Linked DNA regions of Rattus norvegicus: region 1 is linked to region 2. A link is a contact called in public Hi-C data. All regions are on one chromosome and are shown on one strand. Each heading gives the region's core, a stretch centred on a gene start, on an enhancer-like site or on the middle of the called end of the contact. The rest is flanking DNA. Distances are from core to core; before and after follow the strand shown.

What was found. Hi-C and Micro-C count contacts between places; a contact is called where the count stands out from the background.
Region 1: a Hi-C map of liver shows a contact between it and region 2, with 3 times the contacts expected there. The contact joins the promoter of Dnmbp here to the promoter of Cutc in region 2. A contact is called at or near these places in 3 of 12 Hi-C or Micro-C datasets (the A7r5 cell line, frontal cortex and liver).

Annotation. Positions count from the first base shown.
Region 1 is chr1:252,774,674-252,780,895 of GRCr8, forward strand. Dnmbp (dynamin binding protein) reads right to left here and starts at 3,969. Exons shown (of 17, transcript NM_001395001.1): 1 at 3,907-3,969.
Region 2 is chr1:252,568,469-252,574,667 of GRCr8, forward strand. Cutc (cutC copper transporter) reads left to right here and starts at 3,053. Exons shown (of 9, transcript NM_001399691.1): 1 at 3,053-3,240; 2 at 5,542-5,613. The coding sequence starts at 3,183. Cox15 (cytochrome c oxidase assembly homolog COX15) reads right to left here and starts at 3,003. Exons shown (of 9, transcript NM_001033699.4): 1 at 2,858-3,003; 2 at 1,539-1,732. The coding sequence starts at 2,947.

The DNA of each region.
Region 1 (6,222 bases), core at 2,719-5,218, 210 kb after region 2:
AGGCTGGTCTCAAACCCATCCATCCACCTCTCTCTGCTCCCCAGCCCCCCCCCCCCAGCACTGGGATTAAAGCAGGTATGTGCCACCATGTCCAGCTCTGGTTCTCATTCTTGTGGCCTGACTGAAAAGACCTGACCCAATTTCTCCGGATTTGGGATGATCTCTGGATTTGGGGTGATCTCTGGTTTGGGAGTGATCCTGGTGGGCTGGTGTCAAGATTTTAGGTCCTCTGAAGTTTTTACCTAAGAACCTCATGCTGCCTGTTCTTGCCTCCCTGAAGAAGGACGGCAAGAACTGAACTCCACGTGACCTGAAATCTTAAAATTCTGGAGCTGTTGGAGACCCAGTTATTCTGCAGATGAGGAAATGAAAGGCCAGAGAAGAATTCTGGTTTAGGGCCACACAACTAATGTAAAAAGGAAGGCCTCCAGTTCTCCCCTTGGTCCACCCCACCATGGTCCCCCTGCTCCCAACATGCACCCTGCCCAGCATCCACTCTTAACCATTTTTAAACAGACAGAGAAAGACCCTGAAAAGCCCCCCCCCCCCACTTCTCAGAGTCGAAGCTGGATTTTTGACATCCAGCCTATTCTGAGGTGTCCTTTCTGACCCCGACCACGTCATCTGCCACTTTTCCCATGTCTGCCCTGCCTGGCTGCTGTGACCTTGTCAGGCCTCCTGCTGACAAGCATGCTCCCGCTCCAGCCTCTCTCTGCTCCTACTCTCCTCTCGAGTCAGAGATCAGCAGACATCTCAGTAGAGGTCTCCCCCATCGCTCTGTGTGAACAGTAACATCACCCCTCCCCCCACCACACCCCCCACACACATACTGTACTCTCTTTCCTATCTAACTGCTTGGAACTTTCCATTGTATTCTGATGACCGGATCCCCTATGCTCACACACACCCACTGTCGCTCAGGCTCCCACTGGAGTATGCACGAGTCAGGCCTTTGCCCACTCTGCCCACACTTCCGCCCTGACTCCTACAGTACTGCCTGGATCACGCAAGTGCTCCAAAAAGTATTTGCGGAATGAATGAATGAATGAACGAATGAATGAATGAACTGACGAACCACTTGGCATCAGAACACAACCCTCAGACTCAAACTCCTTGAACAACACTTTATTGTGCTGTCTGTTCTCGGTAGCCACATATCTTCAGCCTACAGAAAAGACTTACAAAGTCAAAGATAAAATGATTCATTTTAGGCCACCCTGCACTTTTTTTTTCCTTTTCTCTTTTCTTTTTAAGACAAGGTCTCACTATGTAACCTTGGCTGAAATCTACAGAGATCTACCTGAGTTTAAAAGATTAAAGTCGTGAGCCACCACACATAGCACCAGTCAGTATGTCTTTCTTTTTTAGCCTTGGGGTTGGGGATTTAGCTCAGTGGTAGAGCGCTTGCCTAGCAAGTGCAAGGCCCTGGGTTCGGTCCCCAGCTCCGAAAAAAAAGAAAAAAGAAAAAAAAAAAAAAGAATGAAGCGCCTAAGTTAGCAGTCACTGGATAGGATAGCTCTTTCATGGATGAAGGATGGGGGTGGGGGTGGGGAATGGGGGCGAGTGGGGGATGGGGATAGGACATAGGGGTAGGGGATGGAAGATGGTCTGGTTACGGCTGGGACGGTCCATCTCCCTGCTGTCCGGGTCAGAAGCTACCTCATAATGCACTCCCAAAAGCAAGACTGAGTTATTTAGTCTTATTATTAGTTATTAGAAAAAATTAGTTTATTCAGAGGCTTTCCCGGCTGGGTGTATAAGAAACGACTCCATGCTCACTGGTGTGGAAAATTCTGAGGAGTATTCTGAATGAATCTCAAGAATGTCTTATTAACAACAGCAAAGCTTGAGAACCTCCCAGGTGACAGTGACAGAGTCACAGTGACAAAGTCACAGGCAATTACGTTAACTGACTTGTGTTTTGTCCCAAAGGGAAAAATAATAAACCTGGGAAAGTAAGCCAGCTTTGTACCTGCCCATAGATAGCAAGCCTCTGCTTGTAAACCATTTGAATCCTTTTTAAGAATCCGCCTTCCCACCCTGCCCAGTTTGAGAATAAGCAATCTGCAGCTTAAAATATGACTCTGCATTTATTTTAGCCCAGTACAAATCAAAATGGCCCAGAAGGCTGGGAACGGTGATGAATTTGAAGCATTTGGAACGCACCGTGCAGAAAAAGTTTCCTTCTAAGGCAGAGGGAAAGAGCTGTGCTCTGGAGACATCCCCCGTGATTCTGCAGACACAGAGATAAACGTTCAGAACGCAGTCTGCCCGAGCCCTCGGCGGGAGTGGAGCGTCCTTGGCAGTACAAGCTCAGTGGGCAGTCTGGGGGAGACCCTACCCTGCCATGTGGGTGAAGGAGGAATGTGGAGTGGGTCAAGCAGGCAAAGGGGGTGCTCAGAGGAGCATGGGGCCAGAAAAGAGGAGGCGAGGGGGATGAAGAGGTTAGGAGGCTCTGCTTTGTGGGTTACAGGGCGAATAGCTCATACATATTTGAACAGCGTCTATAAAGATAACTACCACGTGTCAGCCCAAGCCATGCACAATGTTAGCTTAATAGTCAGCGCAGTTTGAGTCAGAATGTTCTCCGCTTATTGGAAAAATTACCTGTGACGACATGTACGTCACTTCCATGCCAGGCACGCCATTGGGTGACATTAACACAGAAACATCAGTCACACACACACACACACACACACACACACACACGAGGGGGAGGGGAACAGGTTTCACTCATTTCAGACTGAAACTCCTCATGTGAGTGGGGGAGCTGGGAGCGACAGTGAAGTCGAGTATCAGCTATATCATACGAACAATTAATTTTGTCTTCTTAGAACTTCGTTGTCACCAGGAGGGATCTGTTTCAAGTAACTTGACATACAAATTAATGGCTTGAGTGGTGGTGGAAGGGCCTGAGAGAGCCCGAGAGACCACGAGACTCAGTAGTTTAGGGGAATGAGTCCTGATGGACACACTGACTTGAACATTAGACCTCGGCTCTGCTTTTCCTTCAACTGTTTTATAAATGCAGCACTAACTGAGGGAAGAATTAGGTCTGTGCGCTGCAAAAACCGACTGTTGATCAGTCAGCTCTATTCGAGTCATGTAACTTGACTAAGTCCAGTGGAGTCTAAACTACGCTCCAACTCGATATCGTATGATCGGTGTCATCACTAGCTTGTCACCATTATTAATTAGGAGGTTCCACGAGGTGCTCCCATGACTATAAAAGAAGTATTGTAAGACAGGTTACAAAATTTGCCGTCCATAATTCCACATACGACCTTGCTTTTCAAGTTGGTTTTTAAACTTGGTTCTCTGCGCCCCAAACATTCTTCTCAGCTCTTAATACACACCAGATGCCGGCCTATCTGGTCACCCCAACATCCTTTTATTCGAGTGACAAGACAGACAACCATCCTCCTTTGACACACACACATGCCTGGCATCAGAGCAATCGTCCTGGGTACCTAGAAACTCCAGTAAACCAAAGCTGCACCTCCGGCTAAATATAAATAGTCCTGGGTTATTTGGGAAACCATCCCTGCCTGGCTGTCACGGAATCCCGGCCTCACATGCCCACCAGCTGCAGCGGTGACCAGAGGCAGGACTGGTGCTCAGTTCTTCAACTCAAAGCCAAAGGCAGGGCGGCGCAGTGACAGCGTCCCGGCTGGGCACCTCGTCCCCGCGTCCGCGCCCCGGGACGGCTCCTAGGGCTGCGGGGGGCCCCCTGAACCCCTCGGTCGTGCGTGAGGACAGCGAGGGCCTCCCATCCCAGCCTCGCGTCCCGCGGAGCGCAGCGCAGCGCGACCCAGAGCAGCGCCGTAAGCCCTGAGCACTCCGCAGGCGACCGTCCCCGCCACCCCGCCACCCCGCCACCCCGCCAGAGCCCGGCCCCGCACCGACCTGCTCTCTGCGCTCGGCGTTCCCTCCGCGCACGGCCACTGGTGGCCCAGCCCGGCCGCGGTCACCTCCCCTCGGCGGCGGCGGGCGGGCCGATCCGGGTGACTCCGCGCCGCCCCGCCTCCCTCCGCGCCTCTTCCGCCCCGTGGCCCCCCGGGCTCCGCTTCCCGCACTCGCGCCCCCTGGTGGCCATCCAGCCCGTCGCCCCGCCACGTCAGGGCTCGCGCTCCCAGGGCCTCTAGGGGGAAACTGAGGCACGGGCTGCTAGGGACGTTTAGCGATACACCTCGCTCAGGCTAGGATCCAGATCCCCACGCACCCGCGCTGCCGCCAACCTAGAAAACAACATTCTCCGTTGCGCGAATTCTTCGCGGTAGAGGCTAGCCTCGATCGCCCCCTCCTCCAAGTGCTGGATTACAGATTACAGGGGAGCACCACCAGGTCACTGCCCACTCCCCTTCAACTTTTTTTCCTCCCGAGCAAAGTCTAACAGTACAACTGTGAGGATTTAAAAGCAAGGAATCATAGAATACAAGAACCAGACGCCTGGGTTTCTGAAAGTCCCCCAGGATTTCTGATTGTTAAAGCTCACAAGAGCATGGAGGAGCTGGTGCAAGTGTTGGGGATTCCCCATCAGAGGACCTACCTAGCAGATTGGAAGAATGAAGGAATCTGATATCACGATGCACACACAGCAGAGATAAAGCTTTATTTTAAAATCTCATTAGCTATATTGTTTCTTAACAACTTAAAAATCGTAGTAAACTAGACATAGCACAGTGTATCGTTTGAATCGTTGTAAAGAGCGGAGTTCATCAGAGTAGATGAACCATCATCTTGTCCGGCACCAGGACCTTTTAATCCTCCCAAACTGAAACTGCTCCCTTCGAACAGGGACTCCACTCCCAGCGATCCCTCGTCTCCGTGTCCTTAAGAATTCTACTCTGGAGACCCTCATGAATGGAAACCACAATACTTGTCCTTTTGGTGTCTGCCTTATTTCGGTTAGAATAATGCTCTCGGTCTGTGCTGTTCAATGTGTCAGAATTTCCTTCCTTTTTACTGCTAAACATGCTACGTTGTGTTGATGCGTTTGTCCTTCAGTGGGCATTGGGTGGAGTTTCTCTTTTGGCTACTGTGGATGAGGCTCTGACCCAAAGTATGCCCATATCTATTGGAGTCATTGCTTCTAGTTCTTTGGAGCCTGTACCTAGCGGCGAAACGGCTGCCTCACTTACATGATTCTCTTCCTTTGCTGTTTGAACACTGAAGGAAGGCATTCTCTTAGTAAAACATAAATATTGCAGATTTTGCTTTTTACAAAATTTAGTAAATGCTTCAGTAGCCTGTGAAGCAGTGAGCTCTCCTCCCCCCTTTCAAGTAAATCGACGACCTATTACCGAGATAATGACCATTATCATTGTTTTTCTTTCTTTCTCTTCTTTTTCTTCTTTCTTTTCTGTTTTGAGACAGGGTCTCCTTTCTCTTACGTGGCTCTGGCTGTCCTAAACCTCGCTATGTAAACCAGCTTGGCCACAAACTCCCGGAGATCCTTTTGCCTCTGCCTCCACCTCCAAGTGCGGGATGAGAGGTGTGCACGGCCACACCCGGTGCTAACAGTTGTTATTATGAACCAACCACAAGTTTATTTTCTGTGTATATGCGTTTCTAATGTGGTTTGCAGACAAGGAGTCCCTATGAAAGCAAGATAAGCCCGAAGCAAAGATTTCATTTTGAAACTAAAACAACATTGGAACGGTTTACCATGACTTAGCTCTGTCTAAACTCCTCTGTTTTTTCAAACATTTATTTATTTATTTATTTATTTATTTATTTATTTATTTATTTGCCGCGGTAGGGGGCACTTGAGGCAGGGGTCTCATGAGGAGGTCAGAGAACAACTTCTGGGAGCCAATTCTCTCCTAGCATGTGGCCTTCAGGCCTGACAACACGTGTCTTTCTGGGCCACTTCTCAAGCCCTAATCTAAACATTTTCCTTTCACGTAAGAGTCAGTTTGGAATAAGCAGGTCACCGACTCTCAGAGGCACACTCTTTGGTGGTTGCACTAAAGTTTGAGACTGAGGGCATCGTGGAGAGTCTAAAATAAATCATGAACGGTATAATACCATTCTTCTGAGCCAGACAGTCATAGGAATGGTTTGCTGCCCTGAGACTCCTGCTAAGCTTGGGGGGCTACACAGCACCCTCTTGTAATAATTCACTTGCTTCTGTCTCTCAACAATATTATACATTTCCACACCTGGAACTGGTAACCAGACTGGTAACAATCAAATGGTATATTCCCAAGGTATCCACAT
Region 2 (6,199 bases), core at 1,803-4,302:
CCAGCTCTTAATTCCTTACACTTCTATTTTATTCTCTCAACTCTTTTATTTAACTGCCTCCTTCCAACTATTGGTTGTTAATTTTTTTTTCTTCCCCAAAACAGAGTCTCTGAGATAGCCTAGGCCTGCCTCTTACACTTCCCAGATACTGAGATTGCAGGCCTGTGCCACCATGATAGATCTCACTTAATTCTTTCTGTAGCATTTCTTTATAGGCAAAAACAATACTTAAGATTAAAGGAATGCGTATTAATTGCATAAACAGCATTCTTACTATTTTGGTGCTAGGGACTGAACCCAGGGCCTTGCATACACTCATTCAACCATTGAGATCTATATAATGCCAGCTAAAACTAACCTTCTCTATACCAGGAAAAGAAATGTATTACAGAATCATAGGTTCAAGATAATATTATTTAAACTTGTTGCAATTTCCCATAACAGCCTATGTTATCACATAGTATTTTGAAACGGGTTCAATGAACATGAAGATGCACACATACTTCATTAAAATTAGGAAGAGGGGTGGGAGGGACAGCTCATCCAGTAAAGTGCTTGCCTGGACACAAGCCCCTGAACCTAAGTTTAAAAGATAAACCCGGGAAACCTTGTCACACCAGAAAGCAAAGGCACCACCAAAGGGCCTCGCCAAAAGATGCTCAGACCAATTTCAAGAGATTCCCACCAGTTCAACTGGGAGAATTTAAGAAAACTAGCAACACAATTCTCACAGTGGGCTAAGATCTATCTAATGCATTTAAATGTATGAACTTGAAAACCCAAGCCCTTTATCTGTAACCTTTGGAGGATCTTGGGAATAGATTCATTATTCTGGAAATAAATAAATGAAGACAGTGAATCGAGTATTCTGACTTTCCTGTGAAGACTGTCTCCTGGGGTAAAGACAATAAACACATTACCATTTTGGAATTCTCATGAAACAATGGATTCAGGCAATAGTGATCAAGACAGCTGAAGTCCCCAACAGATCCCAGAACGAATGCTCTATCACCTATGAGGTATTTTGCCCTCTCATTCCCAATCTGAATCCAATAGCAATTACTCCTTTATAGAACCAAGGATATGCTAAACACACCAGCCAGTCTATGGCTACTTTGGGTACAAATGACTTGGCTTTGTTCAACAATAACAAAACTATAATAAATACATAAAAATAAAAGATGCTGGGGGAAGGGAAAGCTAAATCCATAAAGTCTGTTTACAGCTGTAAAGACAACCTAAGAGATCTATGAAGTGATTGGGATGTATATATGCTCTTATGTGTTTAAGCAAACAAACCGCGGGAGAAAAAGTTAAGAGAAATCTGAGCACAGGAGAGGTAAAAACACATAGAAATAATGCCCAGCAACCAGTTCAGACCGAACCTGGGCCTGATCATGAAACTCCTACAAATAAATCGCCAAGCTGTCCTAAGACAGAGCAAGCTATCAGCTTCTCCACCTGTAACCGAGTGAGCTAAAGTAGACGTGCCCAAAGCTCCCTATTCCCTCCGGATTCCCCAAGAGTACAGGGCTCACCTGGTCACTCCTCCAAGAATAACTGCTCCAGCCACTGTTCCACTGCACACCAGGAGCCATCGGCCCACTGCCCGCTCGGCTGCCCTCGAAGGAAGGGACACTGTGCCTTTTCCAGATTGCAAAGCCACTTCAGTGATGGTGCCGTACTGCCCTGGCCTCAGAGGACGCCTGCCGCCATAGCTGCCGCCGCCACACTAAGGAGCAAGACAGAAAATTGTAACTGAAGAATCTGCCTCCAACACTTAGCCTCAATTTAACTGTAAATTAAATTTACTTACGGAGTAAAGTACCCTGTAAGGGTGCATGTCACAGCTACTGCTCTGTGGTAGTCCGCCTCTCAGCTGCACTACCGCAACCCTTTCCTACCGGGTTCCCAGCATCTAATGTGCTACTCCTCTCCCACACACTTCCGTCAATGCCCCACTTCTACTACCCACTGGGGATCTGGGCTGGCTGGCATCGGTACTCCCCAAACTTTTCTGGATCTTACAACAGGTCACTATCACAGCACAAAGTACCTCTTCACAACCCTTAACACACTGTCAGGTTTCAGATGCTCTGTCCCTACGTCCCACTAAGCTGGGAGCTCTGCGTGGCAGGTTCTGGTCAGTCTTCCTCTTGCTTCCTTTGTTTGTAGTACTGGTCCCTTACATACCAAGACCTGATACATATTTAACACATGAACTAACAATCGAAGGAACTGACTCTTCCAGGGCAGGCACCATGTGGGCATTCCCCCCCCCCCCCCAGGATCATAACCTAACAATATTTCACCTTTTACTAATGATTATCAGAGAAGAGACTACATGTCTTCTCTTGATCTAACACTAACAATAGAAATATGTATGTTCACTTTCCTATTTCTAATTAACTGGGTATCTTAGACAAGCAACTTAAAAGAAGTCTCAATTCTTCTCTTTTCTGTAGAATGGGGTTACACACGAGTTCCTGACTGCTTGGCATCTTTCAGCAAAACCACAGATGTGCAAAATAAAATAAAATAACTGAGCTTTTATCATGTGCTAAAGGTTTAACGTATATTTAAAATTTTAATCCTCGCAAACACCTTGTGTAATAGGTAGTTCTCCCATTCTACAGAAAAGGAAATTGAAATGTAAACGCTAAATAAATTGGCCAGTAATACACAACAGTGGGCAATATTTCCGGATTCACATTCTGGGAGGTGTCTGGACACAAGGAAATGTGTCGTGAAACGTGAAGGAGATCAGGACTTGCAGGCACGGTCCCTTTACTTTCTCCTGGCCTTTCTTTTTTATCCCAGCCCGGCTTCCGTGACCCAAGCCAGCTGTAGTGGGTACCTGTGCTCTAGATGCCGCCTTAGGGACCAGGAGCCCGACATTGCGGCTCCCCATCAAGGCCTTGAGGGGCGGGAGGAACAACCGTTGCATACTGACAGTACAGCCTCTGCGGAACGCACCAGCCAGCGATCTGCGGTCCGCTTCTCTACCAAAAGGACAAACACTTCCGGGTCAGGCCTGCTAGTGAGGCTGGCCACTGCGCTTGCGCATATGACTCCGCGGGGGCTGCGGGGCACCGGCATCGGGGCCGCGCCTTCTCGGTGGCTCGCGCAGCCGCGGGGACTCAGTGGAAACCGAAGGCGAGCGAGGAAGGAACGCGGGAAGCATGAAGAAAGGGATTTCTTGCGAGCGGAAACAGGCGTGGATATCGTCGGGGAAGGCGGGTGCGGAAGGGGGCAGGGGGTGGTCGGCCGGTGGACCCCGGGGTGGCTCCCGGCCTGTCATGCTTTCCCGCGGTCGAGTGTCCTCTGCTCCGGGGTCCCGGGCAGTCACGCATTCCGTCAGCTCCTCGTGGGTGTCGGCCAGTCACACAAGTTCCCTCAGCGTCCCGCAGCCCCTTGGGCCACAAGAGGGCACCATACCCACTCGCCTCTCTGAGGTAGAGAATAAACGTGTGGTGACAGCTCTACAACTCTAGCTGCGACCAGAGGGTGGAGAGTGGGATCCGTTTCCACAGCCATTGGGTTACAAATGACTGGCTGCTGGCTGCGGGAGTTGTCCATGGCAGACAGGAATTCGATCATTTTCTTCTCTTCCTTCTTCTCTTTCGGTGAACTCTTTGTTCTCCAAACCAGGACTTGTCTTCCTAAAAAAAAAAAAAAGTGTTGACTGATAAATTAGAAAATGGCCACACCGTGCCTATTATATGTCAACACAAATAACTTTTATGAAGAATAGATTCATCCCTGAACGGACAGCGAAAGTGGCAATGCAATGCTCTTATTTTGCAAATCTCTAATATCTTCCTTAATGGAAGAGTTGGCTTCTCAGACCTGCATCTGCATGTTTAATAGTTACGTTCCACTCCCTAGAGGCTAAGAGAGAAAAGGCAAATACAGACACAGACTCGGAGTCCCCACAACCATATGTGGTATCTTACTTTGAGCATTTACTGCTTCAAATGTCTTTTTTGATATCTACAAAAAAACCTTTTGCTTGGGCTCCTGTCGCAGCCATTTGTAGACAATCCCATACTCTTGTGTGAAGCTACTGATAATCTGTCAACATTGTCAGCCCCACTGGTGGGACTGTTACCAGATTTGTGGAGTTAGTCTATTGTTGTTTAAGACCATAGGTTAATATTTGAGTTCTAATCTATGGGACTGATAGTCTTTTATTAAATAAATGACTATTGCAACTTGATATTAGGAGGTGACAGATTTTGTTTGTTTCTCAAAGTAGTCTATAATCATAAAAGCAACATCAGGTAGAAATGTCAAGCAATATAGAAATTATCCCAAATTCACTGCCCAGTAGTAACCACTGTTAGAGTATGGCGACTGTTCATACAGAGATTAGTACATGAAGTATGAATTAAACCCTCTAAAAGTTTGTTGGCCATTATTGTGTGAGGCTGGGTGCAGGTGCCAATGTGAATGTGTGGAGGTCTGAGGACAATTCTGTGGCTCCTTCCAACTTTAAACACATTCAGGGGATGAGCTCAGGTTGTTAGACTTGCACAGTGAATGGCTTTACCCACTGAGCCATTTTCTAGGCCCCAACATTTAAAACTGTTAATTAAAAATGAGTTATACATTTAACTACAGGAAAAACCCAAAGCTGCTAACACCACACTTTTTGGTATCAACATAAGAATTTGTAATTCAGGATTTATTGTATGTTTGACTGACTTGTTCGCCCTCTGCTTTCTGAAAAGTGAATATTAAGAATTTTTATAATGATCTTATTAAGGAACTTCATGTCAACCATTAACAACCAGATAGTTACCTCATAAATAAGAGGTGAAACTGGGGTTTTAGTGAGAAGTTTATAACTCAAGTTATTGGAGATCAAAAGCAGAAGATAAAAATTTCTACTCTAGGAGGAAAAAACATGGAAATGTGACTTGGTATGGTCCTTGCAAAAGTTTAGCGTTTGAAGATGAAACTAGAAGGATTTCTGTCAGCTGAGATAGTATAATCATTGGCAAAGATGGAGACGGAAGAAAACGGGTCATAAAGAGGAAATCACAGGTAGCTTATAAATATTAGTGAATGCTTAGGGAGTAAGTTATCTCAGTGTTCAGTACCCTGAGGGTAGGAATTGAAACCTACTCTTGTTTTATAGAAAACTTAAGTAACTTGTCTAGGGTCACACAGCAAATAAAATGGTGGGACCAGGATTTGAAATCCAGTTCTTGTTTTTAAATGTGTGTTCCTTATAACTGCTAGCATTGAGAAATATTCTGAGTGTCTGAGCTGGGGCACAGAGATGAGACCCGTGTGTTGGGAAGATTAGTTTCACATTTACTGTGTACTAAAGATGGTTTCAGACTGGGTTCCTTTGGGTATGTCTTTATTTCACAGTCTAGAGATGCCAGTTTGAATGAATGATATTTTACCACACGGAAGGGCCTTATGCATCTCTTTATTCCTCTATTGCGCATGTGAATCCGGGCAGCAAAAGTATGAAGTATTCATGGAAGATTTGTAATTCCTTCAGGAATTTCTGTTCATATATTTTAGGAGCAGGAAATGGATTTCTTATGGAAGTGTGCGTAGATTCGGTGGAGTCGGCTGTGAATGCAGAAAGAGGAGGTAAGGGAAGCTACACAATGCACGGCGGCTGGCAACCGTTTTTAGAGTCTGAAAATGAATCCTATGAACTGACCTCAAAAGCCCTTGCCAAGCTGGGCGGCACGCGGGGGCTGCAGCAGAAGGGTCACCATGAAGTCCATTTGAGCTATTGAGGCTCCATTTAAAAAAAAAGAAAACGCGTTGTCATTTCTTGCATAGTAATAGTCTTTTCAGAAACAACTAGGTAGAAAACCTACTGAGGACCTTGGTGTGGTCCCCAACACGAGGGAGCTTGAGGCAGGAGGGTTGAAAGTTTGAGACCAGCCTAAGCTAGATAGAGAGACCCAGCTTCAGAAAATAAAGCAAAACCAAAAATTAATTGGAAAATAACTGTCTAAACTCCTCTTTCCCCAAGCAGGTCACATTTCAAGTTAAATGTCTATAATCCTGTTTACTCATTAGATGATTATTTTATTAAACCTCACAAATTTAAAATTTTGAAAGAGTTTAAAGATATCCTTAGGGGTTTGAGCATGTACCTCAGTGGTAAAGCACTTGTAGCATATTCCGTGTCCTACGTTCAATCCCCAGCCTTGAACAAGAATGA